Linked DNA regions of Drosophila melanogaster: regions 2 and 3 are each linked to region 1. The links are chromatin contacts, called in public Hi-C maps. All regions are on one chromosome and are shown on one strand. Each heading gives the region's core, a stretch centred on a gene start, on an enhancer-like site or on the middle of the called end of the contact. The rest is flanking DNA. Distances are from core to core; before and after follow the strand shown. Region 1 holds the start of Fim (Fimbrin). Region 2 holds the start of Septin1 (Septin 1). Region 3 holds the start of bves (bves,).

Region 1 (4,724 bases), core at 1,614-4,113:
TCCGGCTTCACCTCCGACGTAATCAGCTGCACCATCCGCTGCTGCAGTTCGTCCTGGCTGGCCTGCGTACCGGGCGGTATCATCCAAATGGCATCTGTTTGAACGAAATGCATTGAAATGGGACATTAGAAGTGGGTTCTTAAACTTAATATACTACATACAGTCTGCGACTATAAAGATGGTCGTTAAGAATTATTTACAGAATAAATACATTTTTAAGGAAAACAAAAATCCTATCAGTGTGACTAGATTGTTGTTTTTCTTTTGCTTTGTTCATGCCAATTTATGTACTTGATACCCATGCTCATAAGCTTAGTTTTTTACTTCGAGGATTGAGTATACTAAATTACGTGCAACAATTCTGGTTTGCTAGCTCAGCGTTTGATTCTAGTTCTAAGATCGAGTGCTGTCTCTTGCTCACCGCCAAAGTACCAGCCATTTGAAGTGCACAGCCGCCACATTGTCGGCGGCTGCGTGGGCATCATATCGGCCAGGATATCACAAGTTTCGCCCGGACGTAGGGCGGGCACATTGATGCGCTGCGTCTGGATGGGCGAGGTCAGATAGCAGTTGTTCGGCCAGCGCTCGGTGCCATCGTTCTGCAGCTGAAACGCTTGCTGCTGAGCATTCACTTGCTTCTCCTGGACGATCTTCATCGAAGGCAGCGACTGTAAGCTGCAGAAGTCCAGATAGCAGCCCACCGCCGTCTGCAGGCTCCTATAAATGTGAAAAAATTTGATTAATATGACGAAATTCAACTGGGTTATTAGCAATATGTTTCTAGATGTACATAGTTGGCCTATTCATATCATATATTAAAGAGAACTGAACTTTATAACATATTACAGAAATCAGAACTACTTGAGAGCTAGCTCTAATTTACAAAGATATATCTTTAATTTTATAGCGTCTCTTTAAGTTCTTTTGAGATAAGGCCCTAGAGGGAATTTAAGATAGCGCTTTAATTTTCCTGTTTATAGTTTATAAAGTGTTATTTATCACCATGACAAACTCAAAAATCTACGTTTGTAATCTATAAATGTGTATTCATCAAGCTGGAGGCAATGAAACACAACAATGTAAAATTATTCATAATTCAATAATTATGCATTGTTCTAAATTGTGTATGTTAAAATATAAGAAAGTATGTTAAAATAAAAGAAAAAGGCCTCGATAACATCGCCCATGATGATCGTACCATGGGGATTTCTGAGTACATATGTATATCATTACTAGTAACACATCTTTAAGTAAAATATAGTTTATAAAGACTATAATATGTCCAGAACGCAGGGAAGAAGCTTAAATTCAATGGATTATGAAACATTCTGTGTTCTAACTCCATTTGGAATATTAAACCACAATGGATTTGAGATATTTTACTTATAGCTATATCCTTACCAGTTACTCATCTCTAGGTAAAACCTGGCCGATTCCCGGTTCATCTGGTTGTTCATTAGGCTCTGAAACTGGCTGATGAGGTCTTCGTGGTCCGTGGTGCCCATACAGCTGAACTGTTGCAGCAACAGGGAGTCGATATCGAAGTCGTTCGTCGGTAGACACTTGATCGTGGATGCGGATGCGTTAGCGGTTGTTGCGGATGGACTGGGACTCAGATTTGAGTTGGGATTCGCATTCGAATTTGGACTGTTGTTCGGAGCGGAGTGCGGCCCTGGGGGCGCGGGCAGGGGAATGGCCATCATGGGATTTGTGGTTGTTGTTGTATTGGTTGTGAGCCCGAATAACGGTTCACATTGCATCTGTTGTTGCTGCTGCTGCTGGCTGTCCGAATTTGGATTCGGATTCGGATTTAGATTCAGATTCATGTTCATGTTCTGCATCTCGGCGGCGTTTTCGTAGTTCTCCTCCACATCCATCTCGCTCACTGTCTTGATCTCGCTCTGTCTTTCTCTCACAGTTTGTCTCCTTTGTTTGCTTTCTCCCCCTTTCTTTCTGTAATTAATATATCAAATCAAAATCGCAATCAAATGAAAATGCGTTTTACGCTTTTGTTGTTGTTTCAGCACTTGTACACGCACGCACACCGACGCACGCTTGGTTGGAAATACTCGCAAGCACGCGCGCACACACAGATGCAGCAGCTGGTTTTAAAGGGCGACAAAAACAACAACAGCGACGGTCACCATGGCCAAGGGGGCGAGGCGGGGGGCGTTTCGGCTTCCAGCGTCCGCTGGCGTGACCTGTGACCTCAAAGAAAGCCGAAAAGCGATCGCTTCAAAGCGAAGAAATGCGGGAATAAAATAAAAAGGCAACAATACTGGACCCTGCGGTGTGACCAGGCGATTCTATTCTTTTAGACAAAAGAAGAGGAACCGTGGCGAGCCGACCGCGAAATACTACCCGATAGCGGAAAAATACTAAACGTTTATGTTTGTTAACATTGTAATATGATGTGCGTCAAAGAAAGAGATAAAGAAATATCTTTTTCGAATTCACCTCCTAATAAAGAAAAATAACTGAATAAAAAACGTCCCCATAATTCAAATTCCAACGTTCTTCAATTGCTGCTAACTCAACAACGGAAATTCTACGCACATGTAAAATGTAAAAAAAATAAATTTGCGCACATAACTTAGCATAAGCAGCTTTAAGCTTTTTTTAAATTCTCTTCCAAGCTTAAATTAACTATATTTAAACTTGAAGAAAAACAATGTGCTGTCTATTATGACATTAAGAGGTATTTCAATTCTATCGAAAATTTAAGTTCAAATGGAATACTGTGCTCAGTTTTGGAAATATCGCGGTAAGTACCACCGTATTTTTGTAGGTTTTTCAAATTCCAAAACGGGCACACTGTTTTCGCTCCGTTGTCTTCTTTCATTTCTCACAATACAACCTGCAATTTAGTTTTCTGTTTGTTGTTAAACATCTAACAAAAGCGCTTCGCACGCACAGCAAACCGGTCGATTCCGAATTCAGACGTGCTAAATAACGTTTGAAAACAAAATTTGCTCGGTTGACGTTGTAAATAACAACACGGAGGCTTTAAATCTGGCTTCATCTTTTTTTTTTTGGTAAAAACCAGCAACAAACAAAACCAGCAACGAGTGTGTATGGGTGAAAAGTTAAGAAAAAAGTAAAAGAAGTTTAAGAATATTAGCACAGAAACGCACAAATACATAGATACGTATAGGAAAAGGAGCGCGCGGTAAAACAAAAAAGAAGAGGAGCAAAAAGAAGAAAATCGCCGACTGCGAAAACGGCGACAAAGTGAAATTGATTATAAACGGATAATTTATTTAAAATAATTACCAATCAGCGGCGTCAGTTATAAATAATTAAGAAAGTCAAGAAGAAAAGCAGCAGCAGCACACCACACACACATCGGCAGCGAAAATGGCAACACTTAACAAATTCACAAAAACGCTGTCCATTGATGAAAAGGCGGAGATCAAGGAGAAATTCATAGAGGTGAGATGACAAAAAGAGCAGCAAAACGAAATGGTTTTAGCAATGGCAATAGCAACATTCAATCAATAAGAGTCATAGGTGGCAAATTGTTGAAATTCAAATTGAATGACTCACACACACACGCACGCATGAGGCGCAGGAAGAAAACCGTTAAGCGGTGCATGTGGGCGTCGGCGTTGACAATGGGGAGCAGCGACGCTGACGCCAACGCCGGCTGCGCAGCCGACAGCGCGGCTGGCCTTCAACAGTGCAAAGCAACCCCCCATGAAGTGGACTTAAGCGAAGAAGAAGCAGTGGCGGGGGCAGCAGGAGCAGGAGAAGAACAGAGTCGGACTTTGAAAGGGTCTTACCACTCCGATTTTAGTTCATGTTCTTGCTTAGTTTTTAATCGACAAAGAAGCAGAACCAGCAAGAAGTTAATTAAATTGGGAATTGTAAAACTAAAACTTAACTTAATCAGCTGGCACGAATGTTGGACAGGAGAAGAGGAAATCGTACAAGAACAGAGATCAAATTTTGCATTACACTTACGAGAGTAACTTAGTCCTTTAGCCCTTCAAAATCCCCCCTTGATCCGCCACTGGAAAAGACCGTGAAAAGAAGCAAAGACAAGCATCGCTAGCTAACGGTTAATGCGCTGCGCCCGCTGCTGCATATGCCAGTGCGAGGGAGAGGGGCGCGTGCGTGGATGTGGGTGGGAGGGGACAGCAGATGAGCAAACAAGTTTCCCTTTCCCGCATCTCTTATCTCCCGCTCTTCGCACAGTGGAGAGTCGTTATCAAGAGTACGAGAAGCAAGAGGAAAAAATTACTTTAATTTGTACTATAAAGTGAATTTTGTTTTTGATTTCTTTATGTGTATTGTGTATTGTGGTAAATTGGAATGCAAAAGCTGTTGACGAATATTGCACTTATCAAACTGTCTGAGCCATGTACCGTAAAAACGAAACTAGATAAACCAAGCCGACATCCACAGTAGACACATTACTTTGTCTTGTCACCGCCTCGATAAAGTATGCAAATATTTCTTATCGTGCATCGAGAATTTCCTTCGAATGTTTACAGAAGAAAACACTTTTTTGTCTTATTTTTTGGGTGGAGCCCTCTGCAACTGCAAAGCCCAAAACGAAATCATTACGAGTATAAGGGCAGCGCATGCGTGGAGAAACGCAAGTTCAATGCCGCAGTCGGCGTCGCTGCCCATCCCCCATAGTGACTAATGCTAAAAGCAAACTAAAAAATAACACAACAATGTTGACACCAACCAACCAACCATCATCTTTCACTTGACGA
Region 2 (4,724 bases), core at 1,480-3,979, 4.1 Mb before region 1:
TTAATACAGAATACTTAGCGCCCGTCGTTTCACAATTGAGAGTAGAATTAAAGCGCGATCGCAACCAAAATCTGCGTACAAAATATATGTTTTGTATATGTGTATATATACGACTTGTGTATAACTAGAGATTGCCGCCTCCGCCAAGCGCGTATATAAAAGATATACCCGCCTGCTCACTGCTGGGCCTGCATGCGCGCCTGCATCTGGGCGAGCATCTCCTGCATGCGCCGCAGCTCGGCCTCCTTCTCTTGCAGGATGCGGTCCTTCTCGCCGAGCACGCTGTTCGACACCACCTGCGAGCTGCTGTCCCGCTCGGCCTTCACGCCGTTCTCCTTGCCCTTGATGCCCTTGGCGAGGCGGTCGGAGCGGTAGTTTTCGTAGTGCACCTCCTGCGTGACCTCCTGCAGGTCCTGCATGTGGGTGCTGTGGGGCAGCGGGATAGGTGGTTAGTTAATAAGCAATCAGATATTGGAATATTTGCTTCACTTACATGAGCATCGTGCGCAGCTTGATGAAGTCGCAGTGATCGGGATTCTCTACCTCGACCACGCCCCATGGATACAGACGACCGCGCACCTTCTTGCCCTTGACCTCGAGCAGTGTGTTGGCGCCGCAGACGGCGAAAGGCACAGCTTCCTTAAGTTGCTTCACCTGCTCCTTGTAGTCCTCGTCCTCATCGGAATCACAGTCTGGCAGTGGGTAGATCTTGATGCCGTGGCTCTCGATCTCCTGCATAATGCGGCACTTCAGGCGCAGGATCTCCTTCTTTGTGAGACAATCGGCCTTTGCGATCACGGGCACAATGTTAACTTTAGAGTGCAGCTTCTTCATGAACTCTACGTCCAGGGGTTTTAGGCTGGGTACAAAAATTGATGTGATACTTCGTTTATACTTTCTATTATACAATTTGCAACACTACTGAGCTTTGAACTCCTTATTTTTAATATTAAATGTTCAAAAGTTAAACGGAAAAGGAACGCACCCATGACCGAACGGCGATATAAAGTAGAAACAGCAGTGAATGCGATTGTCCACAATGTTGCGTCTGTTCAGGCCGCTCTCGTCGCGCAGGAAGCGCTCGTATTGCTCATCGATGTACTCGAGTATGGCACCAAAGCTGTTGGAGTTGTCGATGGCATCGCCGAATCCGGGTGTGTCCACCACCGTCAATCTTAGCTTGACGCCGCGCTCCTCGATCTCCACCGTCGATGCCTCCAGCTTTACGGTTTGCTTTTGTTTCTCTGCAAGAGGGGAATGGTTTCCTGGATGAGTAATCAAAGCGAGTGATGACGAAAGACTATGCCCACCTATGGCGTCCGGAATAATGCGCTCGGGATAGAGATCGGTGAGAAAGAGACTATTGACCAGCGTGGACTTGCCCAGTCCGGACTCGCCCACCACCATTAGGGTGAACTCGAATCCCTTTTTCACGGACTTTCGATGCACCTGGTTGGGCAGGTTGGCGAAGCCCACATAGCCGGGCGTCTCGATGCTGGAAAACTGCACGAGAATAGGTGAATAACATTAGTATAGAGAACCAAAAGTCCTAGGCTTCATATATAAATAAAAATAATTAATATTAGAAACTTTCTGAGAATCTACTAGATAGGTAATGCCTTTAATTTCAGAACAGGTAAACAATCAAACATTGCTTGCAAAACCAAGAATTACTCAGTTCAATATCAGCACTATTTCTGGAACGTTTAAAGGCGAAACAAATGTGGACTTTTTTGCATATGGAAATTATAATCTTAACGAATTGCATATTAACTAAATGTGCCGTGCATTGTGTTCTATACATATGAATACATATGCGAATAATTAAGTGGGTCAGCCTATGCTGATTAAGCTATAAAACCATGCAATGCAGACTGACGATAAATCATAGTAATATTGTACATATATCTGCGGTCGATCAATTTATCTACCAATTAATTGGAACTATGTTTCTCGGTAAAACACTTTTGGGAATAGTAAAAACTTGCATCTCATGAAGAGAAAGTTGAGTTGAGTTAAGAAATGGGTTCAAGGATATGACCCAAAATGGACAAGTGATTGAAAGTATTCCATATGCCTTATTAACTCGTAACCCAACTCAGTTGGGTTGAGCTAATGTCTGGTAGTTAGGGTTTTGGGTCTTAGAAAGCGATGGCTTGGCTTGATTTGCATGCCCATCACGCGCGGATCAGTTTTCTCTTGGGCGCCCAAACTATGGGCACGGCACTCATTTCTCCGTGCACCAGAATGCACTGCCATGTGGGTCACGGGCGGCCGAAGTTGCTTCGCGAGGGCGGCAGAGGTCCCGGGAACAAAGGAACAACGCCGACGCCACCGGCATGTTGTGAATCACTTGACTTCTACTTCCACTTCCTTCTCCACTCCCGCTCAGCAATGCCCGCTCCCACCGAGTGGACAAAGGGCGGTGCAGGAGGAGTGTCCGATGAACTGGCGCGGCGAGATGAGCGGCAAACAAATCAACAGGAGCGCCGCATTCGGCATTTGATGCACTGGCAACCAGGAGTGGATGGCACGCCACGCCCAGTTGGCGGCGGATCGAGTTCGTTGGGGGACTGGCCGTTGGCCATTAGCATTTGGACAAGTGAACAGCGGCTACTCACGCCCTTTGTATCGGCCATTTTAAAAAAAAACACGAAACGAACGAAGAAATCAACGTAATGACGAACAAAATAGCAGGGCAACTAGTGTGACCGCAGCGCGCAACTGGCAAATCCTGCTGCCAGTGGGACCAGTTCGGCGGCAAAACAAAAATGACGACCGTCTGAACAAGATCAAGCTGGTATTTCTTTTGAAAATCTGGTTGAACGTAACCATATTTAATAAGTTATTTAATTATTATGGTTTTATATGGTTTATATTATATCATGACTATATTTTTATGATTTCACTTTATTAATCGGAAATTTAAGCCCGGACTATATTTACGATTTAGTTCGTAGCGTTTTTGACAGTAGATAACATCTTATGTAGATACCATGTCGAATATCTCCTGGCGCCATCTATTGTGTATCGTAAGGTATATTTTGATTGAATCGTTTTCCAATTCGCGCGTACACATTTGAAATTGTTTACACATTGGTGGCTTTTATAACTTGTAGTCTTTATTTTTAAAACAATACACATATTAATATTGGATGCACTTAAATTCACAATACATATCTATATAATCCACAATCATAGCCGCTCTAATCAAAACACAGATCATTGGATCTCAAGCGAATCGTGCCGAGCCTTAGCCTTAGGACTCCGGACTGGGGCTTCTGGGCTCTGCCGTATCCCCACCGGGGATCTGCTCCCACTTTCCGATACGCCTTAGTGCATAAACACATACATATATCATATCTGCACGGCTCTATACACATATATATGAATTGTTTCGCATGCTGATTGGTTTCAACTTTGGGTTTTTCGCTGTAATGTGTGATTCGTTAACAGAACATCGACTAGAAGACGGGTAGAATTGAGAGGAGACGCATGCAAATCAGGATTCGAACAGCGACATATCGCGGGGTAGCATCGAAATTGCGTCACTGCCATCCATCCCTATCCCTATCCCATTCTAGGTGATTAGCCGCGGAGCGTGCAGTCCATGGACATTCTCGATGGGCGGGCAGTGGGTGGCGCCGGGTGGCCCCCAGTCGTGCAGGCCGCGGGAATTCGCCAGACGATGGGTCAGCCGGTGGGCGATGCTGAAGCCGCCACTGCCCTCTAGTTGGGTGAGAACGATGATTACTTGTCTGAAAGCGTTAAGCACACGTTAAGCAATTAGTTGGGGGAATATTTTAGGTGGTCGATTGGGAGCCCACCTCTGCAGCGGGGGCACAGAGTCCACTGTCTTGAGTTCGCCGCGTGTCGACACCACATTGTAGCTCTCCTGGCAATCACATTTCACATGGATCCACTTATTCTCATGTCTATTTTCCACCATCACAACCAGACCCGCCCAGCCCTGTAAAGGAAATGCGGTCGAGTTAGTAAGGCCACCGAATCCCTAGATCCCTTCGCAACCGGATCACTTGCCTTGGTCAGATAGTAGGCGGTCATCCCCTCGCGCCCCTCGTGCCGCTGTCCCTTGGTTAGGGTCAGGCTAATGATAGCGTCGGCCAGGAGATGCGGCGAGGGACTTATCTGCTCCACCAGCAGACGCTTGGAGCTGTGTATCGCTAGGATGCATTGAGGATACTGGTGGGGATCCTCGATGCCCGTGTGCCAATGGTTGAAGGCCAGACACACAAGCAGGTAAATGTCCCGCTCCAGCATCTTGTGGCATCCCACAAAGCCTCGCACCTAAATGGAACGCAATTGTTAGAAGCGTTTCTATTTGCAGGGCTATGGGAAGCACCCACCTGACGCTTGCTGTGCTCCACTAATCGACCGATTTCCGGCGCCGCCGGAGACCGGGTGCGGAATATCACAACGCACAGGTCCAGCTGCGATCGCTGCGACTTCTCCGAGTTGCGCTGCCCCTCCTGGAATAGGGTAAACTCCGCCTCCGTCGGCTCCAGCACGGTGAGCAGCACACAGGAGATGGAGCACAGGGGCTGCAATGTCCCCTGCAGACGCACCTCGTTCCAGCCGGAGCGCACCTTGCAGATATCGATGCAGTCGAAGTAGTTAAGCACATCCTCGAACGAGATCCAGAAGACGCCCTCGCTGGCGCCGTGCGGCATCAGAGCATCCCGAAGATCGTCCGTCCACAGCGA
Region 3 (4,724 bases), core at 1,014-3,513, 3.8 Mb before region 1:
AGAGAGAGAGGGCGAAAAAGGGAAGATCAGACATTAAAGTCATAAGCTTCGTAAAGGCTTAATTACGTGGAATTAATTGTGTAAAACACAACGCTTGCAGCATTTCTTAAGATTCCTCGACTGTTCCTTTGTTATTTGTAAATTTTAACTACTTTGGTGGGGCAAGTGGAGACTGGTGAGCCGAAAGTGAAACGGCGGCAACTTTTTGCTGTCCTCCGTTTTTTTTTTGCCCCTCACCACCAATTTCCGTTTCCCACGTGTAAACAAAAATAATAATAACAATAACCAGACAACAGGCAACATTGTCTCGCCCTATATGCCATATTAAATTTTACATCGTTTTTATGGCCCGAAACGGGCCAGCCACGGCAAAAATTGTGTAAATTATTTTGAGGCGAAAGCAGAAATCGAAGAAAAAATAAACAAAAACACTTAATCACTCAATGGCCATTTAAATGGGTTAGGAAATGGTCGACATCAGTATACTATACATGCAATATTGATGGATTACCTTACTCTAATGGTCCACTAACATTTTCAGCTAGCTCTTAGTGATAGGAAATTTTCAATTGTGAATATCAGTTATGGAGTACGAATTTCATCCAGAGCCGAGCACTGATAAGAAAACATTTCTATAGTTCAGTGTTTTTGTACATAAGGTCATTTATCTTATCGGAATGCTGCCTTAGGTGCGATATCAAATGGCTTTCAGTTATCCAACTGTTTGGATTTAGATAGGTTTTTAACTTTACGGTTTGTTTAGACTTAGAGAAGAATTTGCAAAGCAAAGCAATATGTTATTTATACATATATGTAGTTCTCAGATTTTTCTACCAAAGAATATTATTCTCAGTTCATAGCAAAAATACGCACCAGTTATTTTTGAAATGCATAATTATTTTTTGAATAATTCGTTCGTTATTTTTGGGCTCTCATTTGAATTATGAGACTTTTGAATTGCATAGCAATGTCTTTATTTATCGCCTCAGATCTTTGAAGTGGAATTCGGGAATTGGAAACTCATTTCAGAGCTATTCTCCCCACTGATAAAGTATTTTTGGACCCAATATATTTTTAAATAGAAATTTTAAAAACGAATTTCATCCCCATTTTCCCCTTCTTCATGTAGTTTAGATCTTTGGAAAGATCGTTAAGTTGGAAGTTACGAAAGCAATTCATCCCAATTGGGTCTCAAAATCGGAAATGAGAATGTCACTTCATTGATTTTTTCCTAATAGAACACGAGTCTAACTTCTTTTGTTGCAAAATATTCGATTTTTGGGAGCTTGGATAATAATAAATAGTAGTTCCCCGATCTTCTCTCTCTCCCTCTCGTTCTCTCGCCTATAGGCACACAACTTCCATAAATATACGCACACACAAACACACACACATAGAAGTTGCATGCCAGAAATGCCATGCAAATGCAAACACCCACATACACACATTGAGAGAGTGGGTGGGGTGTGAGTGAGTGGTGGGCCGAAGGAGGAGAGAACGAAGAAGCAGATGCAGAAGTTGGAGTTTGTTGCTTTTGTTTTCCTTTTCTTCCTTTCCCCTACCCCCCTTCCACGCCCTCCCATCATACATTCGATTTCCTTCTTCTTCTTCTTGAATGCGTGCTGGCAACTGCAATCGCTGCCTCTGCCGGCGTCGCTGCCCCCACCCGCACGCACACAGTGACGTCCCGATATATACACATACATAACACATGCATTTTTAAAAGCGTGTTGATGTTCGATTTTTCACCATTCTTGCTGCACTTTACACACAAACAAACACTCGCCATCGTTATTATTTAATTACTTTTGGCGCGGCTTCAATTAAAAAAAAAACAGCAACAACAACGCTGCAAGTAAATACACACACACACAATACATATGCAAATATCTATGTATATATTGCACATAACAAAGCTGCCACTAAAAAAAATCAACGATTTGAACTAGCAAATCTCATACACGCAAATAGGAATGGGCTTGCCCATGTATTAGTGAGAACAATTTCTTAAATATTTGACACGTGAGTTTTTCATTGTTTTAGGTACAAATTTTTCTTCTATTTACCAGCAGAAGTCAACTTGTATTTACTCCGATTCGCGTTTTTTCGGGGATTTGGTTCTCGTTTCGATTGAAAATACATATATTTCGGATATGTGATAACTATCAGTAGTTTTTCAGTGGAAACCGTGATTTTCCTGCCCGGCGATTCATCCGATGTTTTCTTGTCATATTTTGTTCGAGATTTTTTTAAAAGGCAATGAAAACACGAAGCAGCGGTGCTTTTATATGGGAAATATATGGCAATTTAAACGGCTGTAGCTCGCTCTCTCTCGCCCTCTCTCTCACTCGCTCTCCCGCAATGAAAACGAATTTCGTGGTGCACAGTGGTCGCAATTGCATACTAGCTGACAACTTTTTAAGATTGTTTACATTTCCTTGATTTATCTGAAAATTGTTACATTTTTCTTTTTTATTTGTGCTTACGGTTGCTTTGGCGTAGTTGACATCTTTGGTCTAAACGTATTTAGACAACTTTTGGTAACTTTCTAAAAAATAATAATCGTACCCCACTGTGTGGTGGTTGAAATGTGTTTTTCGCTCTCTGCTCACTACTCGTGCTCGCTCCCACGGAGAGTCGAAAACAGCTGGGATATAAGCCCAGGAACAGCCGGTTATGAATTGCCGATTCGAATACCAGCCGTGCTTTTGATGACTCACTAATAGTAACTAATCATAAATCGAGAATTAACTGCCGAATAAACCGCAAATAGCAGCCAAAAGAAGTGGTTAAAAGGGAAACAATAAAACCCGCCAGCGGTCAGAGTTGTCACCCCTATTACCGATAGACCGGCGATAGCACGCGATAATCGATAGCACTCTCCGCTCTTTGCCACGAATTGCAAGTTTGCGATCCCGTCGCATTCAAGTTTCAGCCATTGTTTTGTGCAAAAAGCTAAGTAATAGTGCTTCGGTGGGGCAAAACAAGTAATCCTGGACATCCGGAATTCAGTCAACAACTCGCACCGGTGACTTAGGGACTCTTGCATCGAATTAAGCAGCGCCGAAAAAAAGCCGGCAGGCGGAAGAGCAAGGAAAATGACGCTGGACGTGGGCGGCGTCGCCAGGGGACTGCTCACCTGGGACAAACAGGAGCACCTGGTCAAGCTGGCCATTCTCATCCTGGCAGCGGTTTTATGTGAGTAAACAGCGCTTATTCGGCATTAGCCGAGTGGGCGTTGTGAAAAGGTCAAACATTCGCATCTGCTGCGAGCTTCTTCGCTATCGATAGCTTGATGTGCCGCCGGCACTTTATGGTGAAATTACCCAGAGCATATAATGGCTTAGTTACGCAATGCAGCACTATTATTCCTTATTTCCTAGCTTATAAATTCCTTGATTTGCATTTGAACAAATGCATAGCTATAAACATCTTCCGATTGCCATGTTGTAGAATATCAACTTGCCAGCCCTGCTAGAATATCGATAGCTTGATACACGCTGGCATGTGCCATCACTAGCTGCTGGTCTTCCTCTTGCCATCGCCGATTAAACTTCCTTTTCCTCTTGCATTTCTGGACAGCATTTGCCACACGCTTGTTCTCTGTGCTGCGATTCGAAAGCGTAATCCATGAGTTCGATCCGTACTTCAACTACCGCACCACGCGGTTTCTGGCGGAGCAGGGCTTTTACAAGTTCCACAACTGGTTCGATGACCGCGCCTGGTATCCCCTGGGCCGCATCATCGGCGGCACCATCTATCCCGGGCTGATGCTCACCTCGGCGGCCCTGTACCGCCTGATGTGGCTGCTCAATGTGACCATCGACATACGGAACGTGTGCGTCTTCCTGGCGCCCTTCTTCTCCTCGCTGACCACGCTGGTGACCTACGCCCTCACAAAGGAGATACACGTAAGCCACCGTCCCACCGTTCTTTACTTTTTTTTTTATATCCTTTCGAGGTTAAAATTCGCACGTGGTTCTTATGATCCCCCTTTACCCCTTTTTAGAGCACTGGAGCTGGACTGGTGGCCGCCGCTTTGATATCCATCGTTCCCGGGTATATCTCTCGATCCGTGGCGGGATCGTACGACAATGAAGGCATCGCCATTTTCTGCATGCTCTTCACCTACTATTTGTGGATCAAGGCGGTAAAGACGGGCACGATCTTTTGGTCGGCTATGTCGGCATTGGCCTACTTCTATATGGTCTCCTCGTGGGGTGGCTATGTCTTCCTGATTAACCTAATCCCGCTGCACGTGCTGGCGCTGATGATCACCGGACGTTTCTCGCACAGGATCTACATAGCATACAGCACGCTATACTGCGTCGGCACCATTCTGTCGATGCAGATCTCGTTTGTGGGATTCCAACCCATCCAGAGCTCCGAACACATGCTGGTGAGTGTAACTACTTTGTGTAATGCTGTGCAGTGTAGCGATGTGTGATCTGTTGTGATGAATACATTTTAAATTCTTGATAGGAAGAGTATGAAACATAATGAGTACCAAAAACCTAGCTGAATTGGTCACTAAAAGAACTCTAATTAAAGAATTACTCGCTATATCGAAAAGAAGGGAGTGTAAATCGTATTTTTCTCTTGCAGGCACTGGGAACCTTTGGCCTGTGCCAGATTCACGCTTTCGTCGACTATCTGCGCTCGCGCATTCCCAAGGATCACTTCGATCTGCTCTTCAAGACGTTGGTTTCCAGTGTTTTGACTGT

The links. A called contact is a pair of places that touch in the nucleus more often than the background predicts.
Region 2: a contact with region 1 is called in a Hi-C map of the Kc167 cell line, with 2.7 times the contacts expected there. The contact joins the promoter of Septin1 here to the promoter of Fim in region 1.
Region 3: a Hi-C map of the Kc167 cell line shows a contact between it and region 1, with 2.3 times the contacts expected there. The contact joins the promoter of bves here to the promoter of Fim in region 1. A contact is called at or near these places in 2 of 107 Hi-C or Micro-C datasets (the Kc167 cell line and embryo).

What each region holds. Positions count from the first base shown.
Region 1 is chrX:17,300,068-17,304,791 of dm6, reverse strand. It overlaps Fim (Fimbrin), which reads left to right and starts at 2,863. Exons shown (of 5, transcript NM_078661.4): 1 at 2,863-3,432. The coding sequence starts at 3,358. CG5445 reads right to left here. Exons shown (of 5, transcript NM_001298442.1): 3 at 1,402-1,953; 4 at 422-717; 5 at 1-94. The coding sequence starts at 1,877.
Region 2 is chrX:21,356,291-21,361,014 of dm6, reverse strand. It overlaps Septin1 (Septin 1), which reads right to left and starts at 2,729. Exons shown (of 5, transcript NM_078706.4): 1 at 2,622-2,729; 2 at 1,311-1,503; 3 at 986-1,244; 4 at 494-859; 5 at 1-426. The coding sequence starts at 2,639. The coding sequence ends at 177. sol (small optic lobes) reads right to left here. Exons shown (of 9, transcript NM_057390.6): 6 at 4,368-4,724; 7 at 4,042-4,308; 8 at 3,828-3,970; 9 at 3,103-3,758. The coding sequence ends at 3,581.
Region 3 is chrX:21,052,085-21,056,808 of dm6, reverse strand. bves (bves,) reads right to left here and starts at 2,263. Exons shown (of 7, transcript NM_001272824.1): 1 at 2,067-2,263. It overlaps Stt3A (Catalytic subunit 3A of the oligosaccharyltransferase complex), which reads left to right and starts at 2,872. Exons shown (of 6, transcript NM_001272822.2): 1 at 2,872-3,198; 2 at 3,583-3,911; 3 at 4,010-4,399; 4 at 4,606-4,724. The coding sequence starts at 3,099. It overlaps snoRNA:Me28S-U3344a (a small nucleolar RNA gene), which reads left to right and starts at 4,448; the gene lies at 4,448-4,526.